Linked DNA regions of Xenopus laevis: region 2 is linked to region 1. Evidence: chromatin contacts called from public Hi-C data. All regions are on one chromosome and are shown on one strand. Each heading gives the region's core, a stretch centred on a gene start, on an enhancer-like site or on the middle of the called end of the contact. The rest is flanking DNA. Distances are from core to core; before and after follow the strand shown. Region 1 holds the start of sall4.L (sal-like protein 4). Region 2 has its middle 20 kb from the start of LOC108700901.

Region 1 (6,947 bases), core at 771-3,270:
TGTGGCCATGAAATCCTGGGGGAGATTAACTAAATTCTGCAGGGATGTTTGGAAATAACAGGAATAGTTATGCAAGTACAGACTCCAGAGCTGCTCATATTGTTTGCCAATTACACAAGAGCTTAGAGACAAGTTTTTCAGCAGCAGTATCAAATGATTATCTGAAGTTTAAGGGGGGACATCTATAATTCATGGAGGGCTGGGGGTCTCTTCCACCTACAAAAAGCATGCTGCCGAGATTTATATTTGGGAACAGCAAAACCCCCTCCTTCCCTACTCCCCCCTCCCTTTTCCAAACCACCATATGCACAAAGGAAAACAGTCATGCATTAAACATGGCATTTATAGCCTGCTGGTCAGCGTATTTCTGAAGTTAATAGTAACTGACCCTAAAAAAAGAAAATAGGCTGATTTGGAGTCCAGATAACAACATGTGCCTTACATTCAGGGAAAGAGCCAACGGCATTGCCTTGCCAGTAGTTGGTTGCACCCAAAATACAAGTTGTACCTGATTAATATTAAGTTGCCCTTTAGGATTACAAAAAAAAAAATTCTTATTTTTTATCTCTACAATGTTATAGTGTAACAGCAGGGGCGTAACTACAGAGGAAGCAGAAGTATAGGGGCCCAATGAGGCCCTGAATGAGCAATTAAAACGTATATTGGTAAAAAAAAGGACAACCTCTGGTTATGTTGGGGGGTCCTAAATTAAATTTGCGTGAATTCCAGTAATATCTATATCATATTTTTATATATATATATATATATATATATATATATATATATATATATATATATATATATATATATATATATATATATATATATATATATATATATATATATCTCTCTATCTATATCTCTATGTATATACACACACAATTTCTAAAAAGCATGCAGATGAATAGGAATGTAATGGCAAGGACTGTGCCCCCCATTGAGATTATGAAATACACAATATAAAATAGAGATTTAATAAGATATAACAGGAATATACACAGATACTACATAAAAACTTTGTGTACCCCCTTCTGCTATTTCGATAAGCGGAATTAAGAAGCAGGTACAAACACATTAACCCCAGTCCCTAGAATATATGAAGGATAATTAACCTACCCATACACCAAGCACAGACACACAGGTTGCTGCTTCTGCTGGTTCCCTCTGACCCAGGAGCACAAGGGAGGATATTTTGGGAAGTGGGGAATCAAGATTGGAAATGCCTTAGAAGAAGAAGAGGATGAAGGATGGAAGGGAGGGTGGGGGTGTGAGAGGGGAGGGGTTGAGGGGTGACTAACTAGTCACCCCTGTTTTCTTCCTTTCTTTGCTTAATTATACACTAGAAATAAGCAGCACACTACCAACGGTATTAAAAAAAAAAAAAAAAAAAAAAAAAAATATATGATTACAGCCACAGGTGCTTCCAATCACATGGATCCATAAGCCCCACAGGTGGGGTCAATATACCCTGGAATTGCTACAATTAAATAATAATACTATTAATAATAATCATAATAATAATAAAAATAGGAAAAGGTAATAGAGGGGAAAGTGCACACAGGAGAGCAGCTGTATGTAAGGAGAGCCGCTGCAGACTGAGAGGGAAGACAATCCAGCCCTGTATTCGATCACCTTGGCCGGTGGGACAGCTCGGAAGGGAATGGAGCGCAGCAGCCACGCTCCTCTCGGGTTTAAATGCCACTTGCGCTCTATAAAGCGCAGCCAGAGAAGCAAAGTGCGACTCACCAGTAGCGTCCAGGAGCTGCTCCTCGGAGTTGAGGTGCTGGGGGTTCGGCTGCTTTCTCCTCGACATGATCCGACCATCAGCAGCTCAATAAATGCCAATTATTCCCTTTCTCCACCACCAAAAAAAAAAAAAAATTCCAAGAGTTGCTGAATTGAACCCCCCATCCAGCCCCCTCTCAAAGCGTCAAGTGCGCATGTCCAAGTAATTATGATTATCACTAATGCATTGCCATTTATCACGAGACCCCGACAGCTGATTGGACTGAGTCCAAAAAAACTCACAGATTATTCAAATAAGGGCCCATTGATCAGGAGGTGGGGAGGAGTGCGGCGCTCTGATCTCTGGGAAATGTAGTCCCCCCTCCTCTGCAGCTGTGGCCACTGTGCTGATGAATGTATTCAACGCCAAAAGAAAAAAAAAACATGAAGTTTTGTGAGTCACAGCCCCTGCCCCCTTCACACAGTGAGAAGTGCCTTTTTTTTTATATTCCAAGTAAACACAATAGGGGGAGATTGTTTGCAAGTGAAAAGAGGAAAAAAAAACTAATTTGAGATCCCAATTTGAGCTAAATAATTACAGAACAGAAATAGCTGAAATTCCACATTTATATTGTATTACATTGCCATGTTTGATGGTCATCAGAAATGTATTTTCACTGTTTTATATTTATTGTTGTAAATCATTTCATCATGCAATATTGTATCTAGGGTTGCCCCCTGGCCGGTAAAAATAATGGTTGATCCCAATGTTATTAATCGGGAATAAAGATAAGTATATAGGAAGGCCAGTGATATGACCCCAATGTTATTAATAGGGAATAAAAATAAATATATAGGAAGACCAGTGATACGACCCCAATGTTATTAATTGGGAATAAAGATAAATATATAGGAAGGCTGGTATTATTTTTTCCAGGCAACCCTAATTGTGTCTGAAAATAATCTTTCATTTTTTTCCCATTGTTTCATGGCACAAAGTAACTCCATATATAACAGATACTGGATTTTATCCAAATCTTTTTCTATTAAAAGGTATTATAGATGTACCCAGGGTGAAGCTAATTCAAACCGATTTCATAATACCTACATCACAATAGCAAAAAGGGTGGGGGGGAAGACATTCCAAGGAATTTTTTGGGGGAAAAAAACCATCTCTAAAGTCATTGTTTTCTCTTTAGAAATCAGCAAACAGAGAGAAAGCATTAATTAGATTATGTTAATTTTGTTGAATGAAAGCATTCATGTATTAGGAGGCGGGAGGGTTTTTTTTTTTTTTTTGGGAAGGTCAATTTACATGTGGCAAAATAAATAATGATTATGGGGGAAGCCTGAACTCTGGAACATTCCTAAACCCAGATAATATATATATATATTTATTATTGTTTTATTTACATTTATTTATATAGCGCCAGCATATTTCGCAGCGCTATAAAATAAATGTGTTTATACGACTAAATCACATTAATTACATACATAGAACATATGGAGTTACATACATCACAACCAATACTGGTACAAAAGGTGAGGAAGGCCTTGTGTAAAGGAGCTTGCAATCTAAAGGGAAGGGAATAAGACACAAGGTGTGGGAGTGGACATATATATATATATATATTAATTATTTTTATATTAACATTTGTTTATATAGCGCCAGCATATTTCACAGCACTGTAAATTAAATGTGTTTATACAGCTGAATCACATTAATTACATACATAGAACATATGGAGTTAAATTCATCATAACCAATACCGGTACAAAAGGTGAGGAAGGCCCTGTGCAAAGGAGCTTACAATCTAAAGGGAAGGGAATAAGACACAAGGTGTGGGAGTGGGCATATATATATATATATTAATTATTGTTTTATTAACATTTGTTTATATAGCGCCAGCATATTTCACAGCACTGTAAATTAAATGTGTTTATACAGCTGAATCACATTAATTACATACATAGAACATATGGAGTTAAATTCATCACAACCAATACCGGTACAAAAGGTGACGAAGGCCCTGTGCAAAGGAGCTTACAATCTAAAGGGAAGGGAATAAGACACAAGGTGTGGGAGTGAGTATATATATATATATATATATATATATATATATATAAAATGTCTTTAAAGAGACCACTCACGGCAAATTCACAACTTCTAGGCAATGTAGAAAAAAAGGAACTTTATTCGTCCATAGTTACGACGCGTTTCGATTCTCGGAATCGTCATCAGGTTTTCTGAGAATCGAAACGCGTCGTAACTATAGACGAATAAAGTTCCATTTTTTTTCTACATTGCCTAGAAGTTGTTAATTTGTTAATCATGAGTGCCCTCTTTAATATTGGTGACGGAAGGAATGGTGAGTGCCGATGAGACTATATATATATATATATATATATATATATATATATATATATATATTTATATATATTATATATATTTATATATTATATATAGAAGACTTGTTGCTTGTTACTGATCCACATTTAAAACAGGGCAATGGAATTCATTTCTAGCAGCACAAGGTTTGACTAATAAACACTGCATGGAGATAAGTTGACACAAACAGGTTAGGTAAATAAATATGGTTTGGGGGGGGATTAATTCATATGCGCGTCACACTGGGCTGGGTTCATACTGGGAGGTGACTCATGTCCTACAGGTCACAGATTTAGAATTTTACATATAACTGGCAGAGAACTGGAATAGACAGGTACATGCGAGTCAATACTGTGTCAGATACAAAATATTTACTCTACAGTCCATAAACCAGCCCTGGGGGAACTAGTTTCATACCCATTACTGCTTGTTGCAGTTAGAAGTTACTGGGCAAAATCACTGTAGGGCCCACCTAAAATTTGGGAAAAGGAGATTTGTCATAAACATATGGTGAAGCTGTACCTCCTGAGCCACCCAGGGTCTGTTCCCTCTCCCAGTGGTTGGGAAGGCTGAATATAAGATATTAAGAATGATATAGTATTTATTGCTTGACAGATCAAAGCTGCTGAAAGCTGAATAATGAATACATTTAACATTTCACTCTTCATCTGTTCTGCACAAGGCGGAGGTTCCAAAGTTTGGGAGGTTCAATGACACAGATACAGACAATTCATTAATTTAGGGCCAGGATTTTTATACCTGCCTAATTGATATGTGACCATTTCCCAAAGATTATCATTTACGACACAATACCAACTACAAAATTGCAGGAGTGATTGATAGGGGTGTAACTACAGAGGAAGCTGACCCTGCGGCTGCAGGGTGGGGGGCAGGATTAAGGGCAGAGACACACGCTCAGATTTGGGGAGATTTAGTCGCCCGACAATAAATCGGCTTTTCTTCAGGGCGACTAATCTCCCTGAACTGCCTCCTGCCGGCTAGAATTTAAATCTCAGGCGGGATGGCACTTGGATCGCTTAGTTTTCCGAAGTCACCTGAAGTTTCCACTATCGGATGACTTCGGAAAACTTAGTGCACCAATTGCCATCCTGCCGGCGATTTGCATTCTAGCCAGTGTGAGGCAGTTCAGGGAGATTAGTCGATCCGAAGAAGAGGAGATTTGTCGCCGGGCGAATAAATCTCCCCAAATCTAATAGGGAGCCCCATGAGACCCTAATAAATGAGCAATATCAAGATGTATTGGTAAAAAAAAAAACATATCTCTGGATATGTTAAGGCCCTAAAATTAATTTGTGGTGGAGCCCAGGAACATCTAGCTATGCCACTGATTGACATGATCACCTGTCCTTGTGAACTAAAATATATTGGTAAAACCAAACTTTGAGACCGAGGATTGGGGAACTCATCTCTAACATCAAAGATGACCCTTATAGTACTTATTCCAAGAGAAAAAAGACCAAGAGACTGACCCCTGTGAGCAAACACTTTTATTGTGCATATAACTGGGATCCTATGGGACTGAAAGTAGCAGTTGTTGAAAGAGTTAACTTAGGGATCAGAAGGGGTGACTGACAAAATTCTCCTCTCTACCAGGGAAGCAGATCTATTCATTGAACACATGAATTAAAGGAGAGTCTCTCATTATATACCTACATATAATAGGCATAGAGGAATGTAATGGCTATTTGTCCACCCCCTTTTCTTTTATGCATAATCATTTACAATGTAGACTTTAGGATAACTGCACCATTTGGTTACATTTCCTTTGTTGTACAATGGAGATTGATACAGTTACCTGGATACTTTGATAGACACCGACACAGTGGAGTTAAATGCCCCTGCCCACACTTTGATGTCACAATGCAGGGGTGTGGGGAGGTGTTTAAATTTCAAAACAAAATTTTAAAATGAATCAAGACTGAAGGTGCTGAGCTAACTCTCTATTTTATACACATTTTGAAGTGGTACCATTACTGAAGGTTTTGTTTGCCTTTCCCTGGATTATGTTTAAACATGATGGACTGGTGTTCTCCCCCCCCCCCCGACGTTGCTCTAAACCAGTGATCCTCAACCAGTAGCTTGCAAGTAACATGTTGTTTACCAACCCCTTGGATATTACTCCCAGTGGCATCAAAGCAGGTGCTTATTTTTTAATTCCTGGCTTGGGGGCAGGCACGGGCCAAAGGCCCAAGGCAACCAGGCCGGCCACTTCACACCCTAGCCGGCATGCTAATGAGTGTGCATGCACATGTGTCCGCGAGCATGCACGCATCCACGCCGGTGAGTTTGTGCATGCGTGCACAATATAACTTCGTTGAGGGAGGGGGAGAGTAGAGCACGCAAAGAGCAAGCAAAGAGGTGAGCTGACACCGAACAAGGGTCCAGACCAGGGGTAGATGAGAGAAGAGGTATGTGCTTGGCGTCCCCACTTCGTTGCGCCCTAGGCACATGCCTCTTCAGCCTACCCCTAGTTCCGGCCCTGCTTGGAGGCAAGTTTTAGTTGCATAAAGACCAGGTGTAATGCCAAAGCGAGCCTCCTGTAGGCTGTCAGTCCATATAGTCATTCACAGTCATTCACAGCCCTTACACTTTTGTATTGTATTTGTGTTGTTCTCCAAGACTTTTTTACATTTAAATGTGTCTCACGAGTAAAAAAGGTTGGGGACCCCTGCTCTAAACCCATCACTGACAAGAAAATCATACAGCAGCGAAGGTGTCAATGCTCCAGCCATACAGGACGTCCAATTTAGCATTTCAATAGTCGCATTCTCAGAGGTTTATTTCAGAAAGAACTTTTCAGATTCATTGCAAA
Region 2 (7,861 bases), core at 2,068-4,567, 130 kb after region 1:
ACAGAGAGATCCCATAAAACTAAGACAGCATAGATATTCCTCTGTACTAAGCACAATTCAGCAGGAACAGTCCCCTAAATTTGCTCATAGTCTGTACAGAGAGATCCCATAAAACTAAGACAGCATAGATATTCCTCTGTACTAAGCACAATTCAGCAGGAACAGCCCCCTAAGTTTGCTCATAGTCTGTACAGAGAGATCCCATAAAACTATGACAGCAGAGGTATTCCCTGTACTAAGCACAATTCAGCAGGAACAGCCCCCTAAGTTTGGTCATAGTCTGTACAGAGAGATCCCATAAAACTATGACAGCAAAGGTATTCCTCTGTACTAAGCACAATTCAGCAGGAACAGTCCCCTAAGTTTGCTCATAGTCTGTACAGAGAGATCCCATAAAACTATGGCAGCATATTCACTTTAATGTGGCGCTTTAAGGAAAACTTTCTAAACTTTTCTAAGTATATCCTCCGTGTTCCATTGATCGCAGTGTCCTTATAGTGTTCCCTTACTTGGATACAAAAGTGCACCCAAATGCTTTTTTTGAGTCTATCATGCTGTCAAGTGATGAGAATTTACATTGGGAGAGAAGGAGGGTCTGTCTCAGGAATGGATAGTGAAGCCATTAGAGCTGAAAGCTAATCAATTCCGAGCTCTTTGCTCATGGCCGCAGAACTCTCCCGTTAGCACTTTTGTGTGAGTGTCGCCGTGCAGCCGAGAGCCATAACTGATTGCCGTGATTTAGAGGCAGAGTTTGATGTTGTTTCAGCTAATTAAAGGTTCTGTACACTGTAACGACCCGTAGGGAATAGCAGCACACTGCAACGACGTGTTAACCCTTCTGCCATAACAGGGAAGGACAATTTGGCAGCAACGGGCACATTTATCAAGGTTCGAATTTCAAATTCATGGGAGTTTTAAAAACTACCATAATCCCCCCATGAATTCCAAATTCGACAATTGAAATTTATTGATGAAAAAATCGAATTTCCTAAATTCGGGTGAATAGGATCGGCCCGAAAACGTTGATGGAATTTGAATTAAATTCCATTTGAGTTTTAAAAATTTAAGAATGTCAGGAAGGCTGCAAACAACTCCAAAGTGATCCCTGGATGTCTCCCAACGACTAAAACAGCAATTCCCCAGGTTTTAGGTGGAGAATAGTCGAATTCGGTATGATAAATCTCAAATCTATTTTTTTTTTAAAAAAACTAAAATCGAATTTGGATAACTCCCTAATCATATTTGAAAAAAAAAATCGAAAATCTGAATTCAAAATTCGAATTCAAAATGATATCATAAAAAACTTTATGAATCTGCCCCAAGTGACCGTCCCACCCCTTTGCAATTGGTTTTCATTTTTTATTATTTGTGGTTTCTGAGTTATTTAGCTTTTTATTTGGCGGCTCTACAGCTTGCAATTTCAGTAATCTGGTTGCTAGGGACCAAATTACCCTAGCAACCATGCATTGATTCGAATAAGAGACCGGAATAAGAGAGGCCTGAATAGTAAGGTGAGTGATAACATGTAGCAATAACAAAACATTTGTAGCCTTACAGAGCATTTGATTTTAGATGGGGGGGTCAGTGACCCCCATTTGAACGCTAGAAAGAGTCAGAAGAGGAATGCAAATAATTAAAAAAAACGATATAGAATAATTAATGAAGACCAATTGAAATGTTGCTCAAAAGTGGCCATTATATAACGTCTTAAAAGTTATCTTACAGGTGAACCACCCCTTTAAAACATATGCTTCTGCAGTTTTTCCCAGATGTTTCTCAGCAAGAAAAACTATAAATACAATATCAAAGCTCTTCTGCCTTCCTTATCCGGCTGTTCCTGCAGAACTGGGCAGCACAGAACATAAATGTACATAACTGTCATCTCTCTTGCACTACAACTCCCAGCAGCTTATTGTCCTCTCTTCATTGTTGTCAAAAGAATAGAAGGGCATATTTATGATAAATCTGTCGATGGTTTTCCCTGGGAAAGATCCCGTTTCCCTGGGGACTGATGAAGGTCACTGTGGAATGCAAGGGAAAGGATTCACTGTCCATTTTAAATCCAGATCAATAGATCTCCTAGATGAATATCCAAAAAAGCTGAGTGGCCTAAGAAAACAGCAGTTGAGCTGGGACATACTTAGGGCAGAAACACACGTGGAGATTCGAAGAGATTTAGTTGCCTCTTCTTCCGGCGACTAATCTCCCTGAGTTGCCTTCCCGTTGGCTAGAATGTAAATCGCCGGCAGGATGGCACTCGGATCGCTTCATTTTCCGAAGTCGCCCGAAGTTTCCTCGTGAGGCAACTTGGGCCACTTTGGAAAACGAATCGCTCCAAGTGCCATCCTGCCAGTGATTTAGATTCTAGCCAACGGGAAGGCAGTTCGGGGAGATTAGTCGCCCGAAGAAGAGGCGATTTTCTCGATGGGCGACTAATCTATCTGAATCTCCACATGTATCTCTGCCCTTAAAGGAGAAGGAAATTCCTTGGGCACAAAACCCCTGCCCCCTCCCCTGTGTTGCCCCCCCTACCTCCACCCCCCTGGCCTACCTGTCCTGCCGGGCAAATGCCCCTAACTTGTTACTCACCTCTCTGCGCAGGTCCTGTCCACGGAGCTCACAGACGCCATCTTCTCCCAAGCGATCTTCTTCCTGCTTTGACCGGCGTTTTTGGCACATGCGCAGTAGGAGCATTTACCGGGTACGGATCTACTGCGCATGCGCCGAATGTCACGAAGTGAAATCGGAAAACTTTGTGACATTCGGCGCATGCGCAGTAGATCCGTACCCGGTAAATGCTCCTACTGCGCATGCGCCAAAAACGCTGGTCAAAGCAGGAAGAAGATCGCTTGGGAGAAGATGGCGCCTGTGAGCTCCGTGGACTGGACCTGCGCAGAGAGGTGAGTAACAAGTTAGGGGCATTTGCCCGGCGGGACAGGTAGGCCAGGTTGGAGGAGGGGGGGGGCAACACAGGGGAGGGGGGAGGCATTTTTGCGCCCAGGGGGTTTCCTTCTCATTTAATGATAAAACCATTGCCATCAGTCCCTGCCCAGTGGAGCTTACAATCTAAGAGATGGATCACATACACTAGAGTCCTGCATCGGATCGTGTACCCTCGGAATACCCTCAAAGTGGTCGGGTTTCTGGCAAAAAGTCCCCGATTCGTCAGCCGTGTGGGTAGTCAGCATGTAACCCAGTTGGGTACCTGCAGCGGGCTTGAAACCTCCCACCCACCTTTGTGGTTCTTCAAGTTTTTAAAAAAAATGTTGTCAAGATTCGGCACCGGATTTCCAGTTTCCCAATTCCAGTGCAGTTTCGCGTGTCCCTGGGGTCGGAGGTTTAGTTGGCCTATTGCAGGTCGCATTGGGTAGTGGGTACACGCGGGTCAAATTGCGGGTTCGGGTTGCGGGTACAGGTCAGGTATAGGTTTAAAAAAAAAATGGATCTGAGCAGGACTCTACACTAGTTTAATTAGAAGCAATTATCCTGCCTGTTTGTTTTCGAAGACATGGAGAGAACATACAAACTCCCTGGCTAGAATCGAACCTAGAACCCAAGCACTGCAAAATGCCATTATGCGATGTCCTGGTATGTTGGAACTAGGGATGCACCAAATCCACTATTTTGGATTCGGACGAACCCCACGAATCCGAATCTTGCTTAAAAAGGTTGAATCCTGGCCAAATCCCGAACCGAATCCCAGATTCGGTGCATCCCCAATTGGAACTGGAGCCCCACAACCTGCACCCAAATCAATAAAATCCAATCCCATATGGGGGTTTTCATGGTTTTGTTGCACCATTCTGCCCCCTACAGGCTGGAAAGGGAGGTGAACCTTTTAACCCTGAAACTCTTATTCACCAAGAAGTCTGCTAAATTTTATTATAGGACTCCAGGATTGAAAAATACTCAATCATTACTATCATTATATCTCATTATGTCGGCTTAATGACATCGACTAGACAATCACCCTTTAATAAAACATACAGTGCAGGCAAATAAAATAGATGTATTCAACAACAAAAAAAGGATGAAAACCCCTGATATCTGAGACATTATTTTTGTGACCTTTAGGTCACTTTGCCCTGCATTGTCATCTTATCTCAGGTCAGCGGGATAATTGATGGAGCAAAAGAAAACACAGTTGTTTCATTTTGTTTCTGCCCGGCATTTTCTGCATATCTTGATTAAAGCCCATCCTTGTTAACAGCAACAGGAAGAAAGGGCTTTACAGACACTCCGTCTGCTCCGCTGCCTATTAATTAGTTCCTACGTTTGTATCCAAAAGTGCAACCAACATTTTATTGCTGTTGACTTTAACACTATATATATTTATATTTCCTGAAAGTTTGGACTTTTTGTTTTAGAAAATAATGAAAAAAAAATGTAAAAAAATCTTTTATTGACTAATTAAAAAACAAAAATAATAACCAAATCATTTGGTCACATTAAGGAGTTTTTTTCACTAGAAAGCACAAATTTTTAGAGAGGAAAAAAACCTAAAATCTTTCGTGAGAAAAGTCTGGATCCAAAAATACTTAACTTGCAAGCTGTCGGGGTCCTGTAGTGATGGGCGAATAAATTCGCCAGGCACAAATTCGCTGCGTATTTCCGCGTTTCGCCACCGGCAAATAAATATGCGAAACTCCTACGAAAATTCACCGGCGTCAAAAAATTTTGGACGTGCATTGGAAAAGTCGCTCGCCTCAAAACCATCGTGCGTCAACCCTATTCGTTTCACGAATTTTGCGGGAAATTCGCAAATTTTTCAGCAAAGCAAAATGGGAGAAATTCGCCCATCACTAAAAAAACGTCTAAAACCATGAAGCAAAGAAAGATCTTCCAGTTGTAAGGGACAGCTGCTATTGACTTCTACATGTTTTCAGAGTACAGAACTGTCACAGTTTTGTCGCGTAATAAAAATTTTTTAAAAAAATCTCATCATCATTTATTTATATAACGCCCACTAGCGATGGGTGAATTTGTACTGTTTTGCCGGAAAATGTACTGATTTCCCGTAAAATTCGTGAAACGGTGAATTTTGATGCTGGCGTCAATTCGCAGGCGTGAAAATAGGCGCAGACGACAATTCCGGCATGGCGACAATTTGACACGCATTAAAGTCAATGTCCGCAAGTTAAATTGTCAGTATTGTCGCCGCCGTAAAAAAAACGCAGAGATTTGCCGCAAATAAATTCGCCCAATAACTAGCCCCGAAAGGTTACACAGTGCTTTGCATTCGTTTATAACAAACGGGGAACAAATGATGAATAACAAACAAGGGTTTAAAGAGTACAATAGGATTAGAGGGCCCTACTCGTGAGAGTTTACAACTAAAGGTTAGGGTACAATTAAGATATTAGGGGGTAGATTTATCAAGGGTCGAAATGAATTCGAGGGAATTTTTGAAGTAAATAAATTCTAAATTCGAAGTAATTTTTTGGATACTTCGACCATTGAATAGGATACTACAATACTATCGAAGTACTGTCTCTTTAAAAAAAACTTCGACTTCAATTCTTCGCCAAATTAAACCTGCCGAAGTGCTATGTTAGCCTATGGGGACCTTCCACAGCATTTTTCTAAGTTTTTTGAAGTCAAAGTAAAATCGTTCCAATCAAAGGATTTAATTGTTCGATCGAACGATTTTACTTCGACCGCAGAATACCCAAATTCGATGAAAAAAGTTTGAATTCGATATTCGAATTCGAAGTATTTTAATTCGATGGTCGAATTTCGAAGTATTTTTTACTTCGAACTTCGACCCTTGATAAATCTGCCCCTAGGATTTAAAAAACAAATTTGTAATTTATGATACAGCAATGATTGCTTAATTAAAGGAGAACTAAAGCTTAACTAAAGAAATAGGCTAGATTACATATACATACATATATTCGTTCAAAGGTTTTGGACATATTCAGTCCACATTCCTTAGGCCAGGGATCCCCAACCTTTTGAACCCGTGAGCAACATTCAGAAGTAAATGGAATTGGAGAGAAACACAAGCATGAAAACTGTTCTTGGGGTGCCAAATAAGTGCTGTGATTGGTCATTTGGTTACCCCAACATACAATAAGTTTCTGTTTGGCAGTACACCTGGTTTTTGTACAACCAAAACTTGCCTCCAAGCCATGAATTAAAAAAATTAGCAGCTGCTTTGAGGCCACTGGGAGCAACATCCAAGGGGTTGGAGAGCAACATGTTGCTCACGAGCTACTGGTTGGGGATCACTGCCTTAGGCCATGAGACAAACAGCTATATTTCTGACAATTTATTTTCAAAAAAGCCCTATTCGACTGCCGAATTGAAATCCTCCGACTTCGAATATCGAAGTTGAAGGATTTAGTGCTATTCCTACGATCGAACGATCGAAGGAATAATCGTTCGATCGAAGGATTTTCCTTCGATCAGAATTGTTAGGAAGCCTATAGGGACATTGGCCTCGGTAGGTTTTAGGTGGCGAACTAGGGGGTCGAACTATTTTTTAAAGAGACAGTACTTTGACTATCGAATGGTCGAATAGCCTAACGATTTTTAGTTCGAATCGTTCGAATCGAAGTTGAAGGTCGAAGTAGCCCATTCGATGGTCAAAGTAGCCAAAAAAGTTTTTTTCCTCTATTCCTTCACTCGAGATAAGTAAATGGGCCCCATATATATAATACACAAAAGCCATGAATATCTTGTAAATTATATCCTTATAAACGGTGAGTTCTGATGTCATCAGTTATAAACGGTGAGTTCTGATGTCGTTTCAGTCACATGACTCATTGAAATTTGTGTATTATAATAAATAAAGTACCCCCAGTTGTAAAATATGAGGATATTAGAAGTTACCTCGTTGTTCCATGACCTGTATATGGTCATGAAAACTCCTCAGTAACTTTATTCACTATATATATATATATATATATGAAGCTCTCGGAGCACTCATAACAGCTCATAAAAATAAAACAAATTTGTTATGAAAATATTTCAAATGTTTTGGACACATTCTGTCCACATTCCTCAAGCCACGACACAAACAATACATTTTTAATTACTTGTTTTCGAAAACAAGGTTTTTTTTTAAAAAAATAACAATAATAATATATACATATGTACACACATTATTTAAATGGAGCTGGTACATAAACCTATTTGAAATTTTTAAGAATCTTTCGGAAAAAAACAATAAATTCAATTTGAATAAAAACAATGGGAATGATAAAGGATGTATTTTTTTACACAGGACGTCATTATATAGAGACGCATGAGACAATGAGAGACTGGATCTTCTATATGAAATTATAGATATTTTTTTTAAGCAGCCCATGGTTAAAAAAAACCCTAAATACACCAATTTGTTTCAGTTGACGTCCAATCATTTCACGTTAAATACAGCGTCCACGGCTTGTTTACCTGCTGACCAGTTTCAACTGACCCCAACTGACAATGATTCCATTATGTTTATAATTACAACTCAGTTTTTTTTTTCCCTTGGAACCGAATGAAAAAAGCTGTTTTTTTTTTGATTTTTTTTTTAATTTAAAAAAATCATTCACATTTGTAGAAGTAAAAAGAAAAAAATCAAAGAGCGTTTATCTCGCAACCCAATGAAGTAATATGAGAAAAGAGGCGGTGAGCTCACCAAAAAAACTCCTTATCTTTCCTGTTTATCTGAGAATGTAAAAGAAAAAGGGCGGGCGTGTTCGGGGCTATTATTCTCCGCAGTCATCATTACAAAACCCAGTGGTGTTTCCTTTAGGGTAAACAATTCTTTGCTTTAAAGAAAATTTCAGATAACGGATCTCCAACAACAACACAATAAAACAGTCGGTCGGTTGAAGGTAAACAAACCCAGGTGGAAAAGTAAAGCTACATT

What was found. A called contact is a pair of places that touch in the nucleus more often than the background predicts.
Region 2: a contact with region 1 is called in a Hi-C map of the XL177 cell line, with 3 times the contacts expected there. The contact joins the enhancer-like site here to the promoter of sall4.L in region 1. A contact is called at or near these places in 3 of 4 Hi-C or Micro-C datasets (the XL177 cell line, the XTC cell line and animal cap).

What each region holds. Positions count from the first base shown.
Region 1 is chr9_10L:11,614,630-11,621,576 of Xenopus_laevis_v10.1, forward strand. It overlaps sall4.L (sal-like protein 4), which reads right to left and starts at 2,021. Exons shown (of 4, transcript XM_018234174.2): 1 at 1,747-2,021. The coding sequence starts at 1,813. LOC121398217 (a long non-coding RNA gene) reads right to left here. Exons shown (of 2, transcript XR_005964190.1): 2 at 5,381-6,947.
Region 2 is chr9_10L:11,744,969-11,752,829 of Xenopus_laevis_v10.1, forward strand. No RefSeq gene overlaps it. Among protein-coding and RNA genes, the nearest start is that of LOC108700901, 20 kb to the right of the region's middle. Within about 2 kb of position 3,318, at least 2 of the 7 cell types and tissues checked have an H3K27ac peak or open chromatin away from gene starts, as enhancers often do.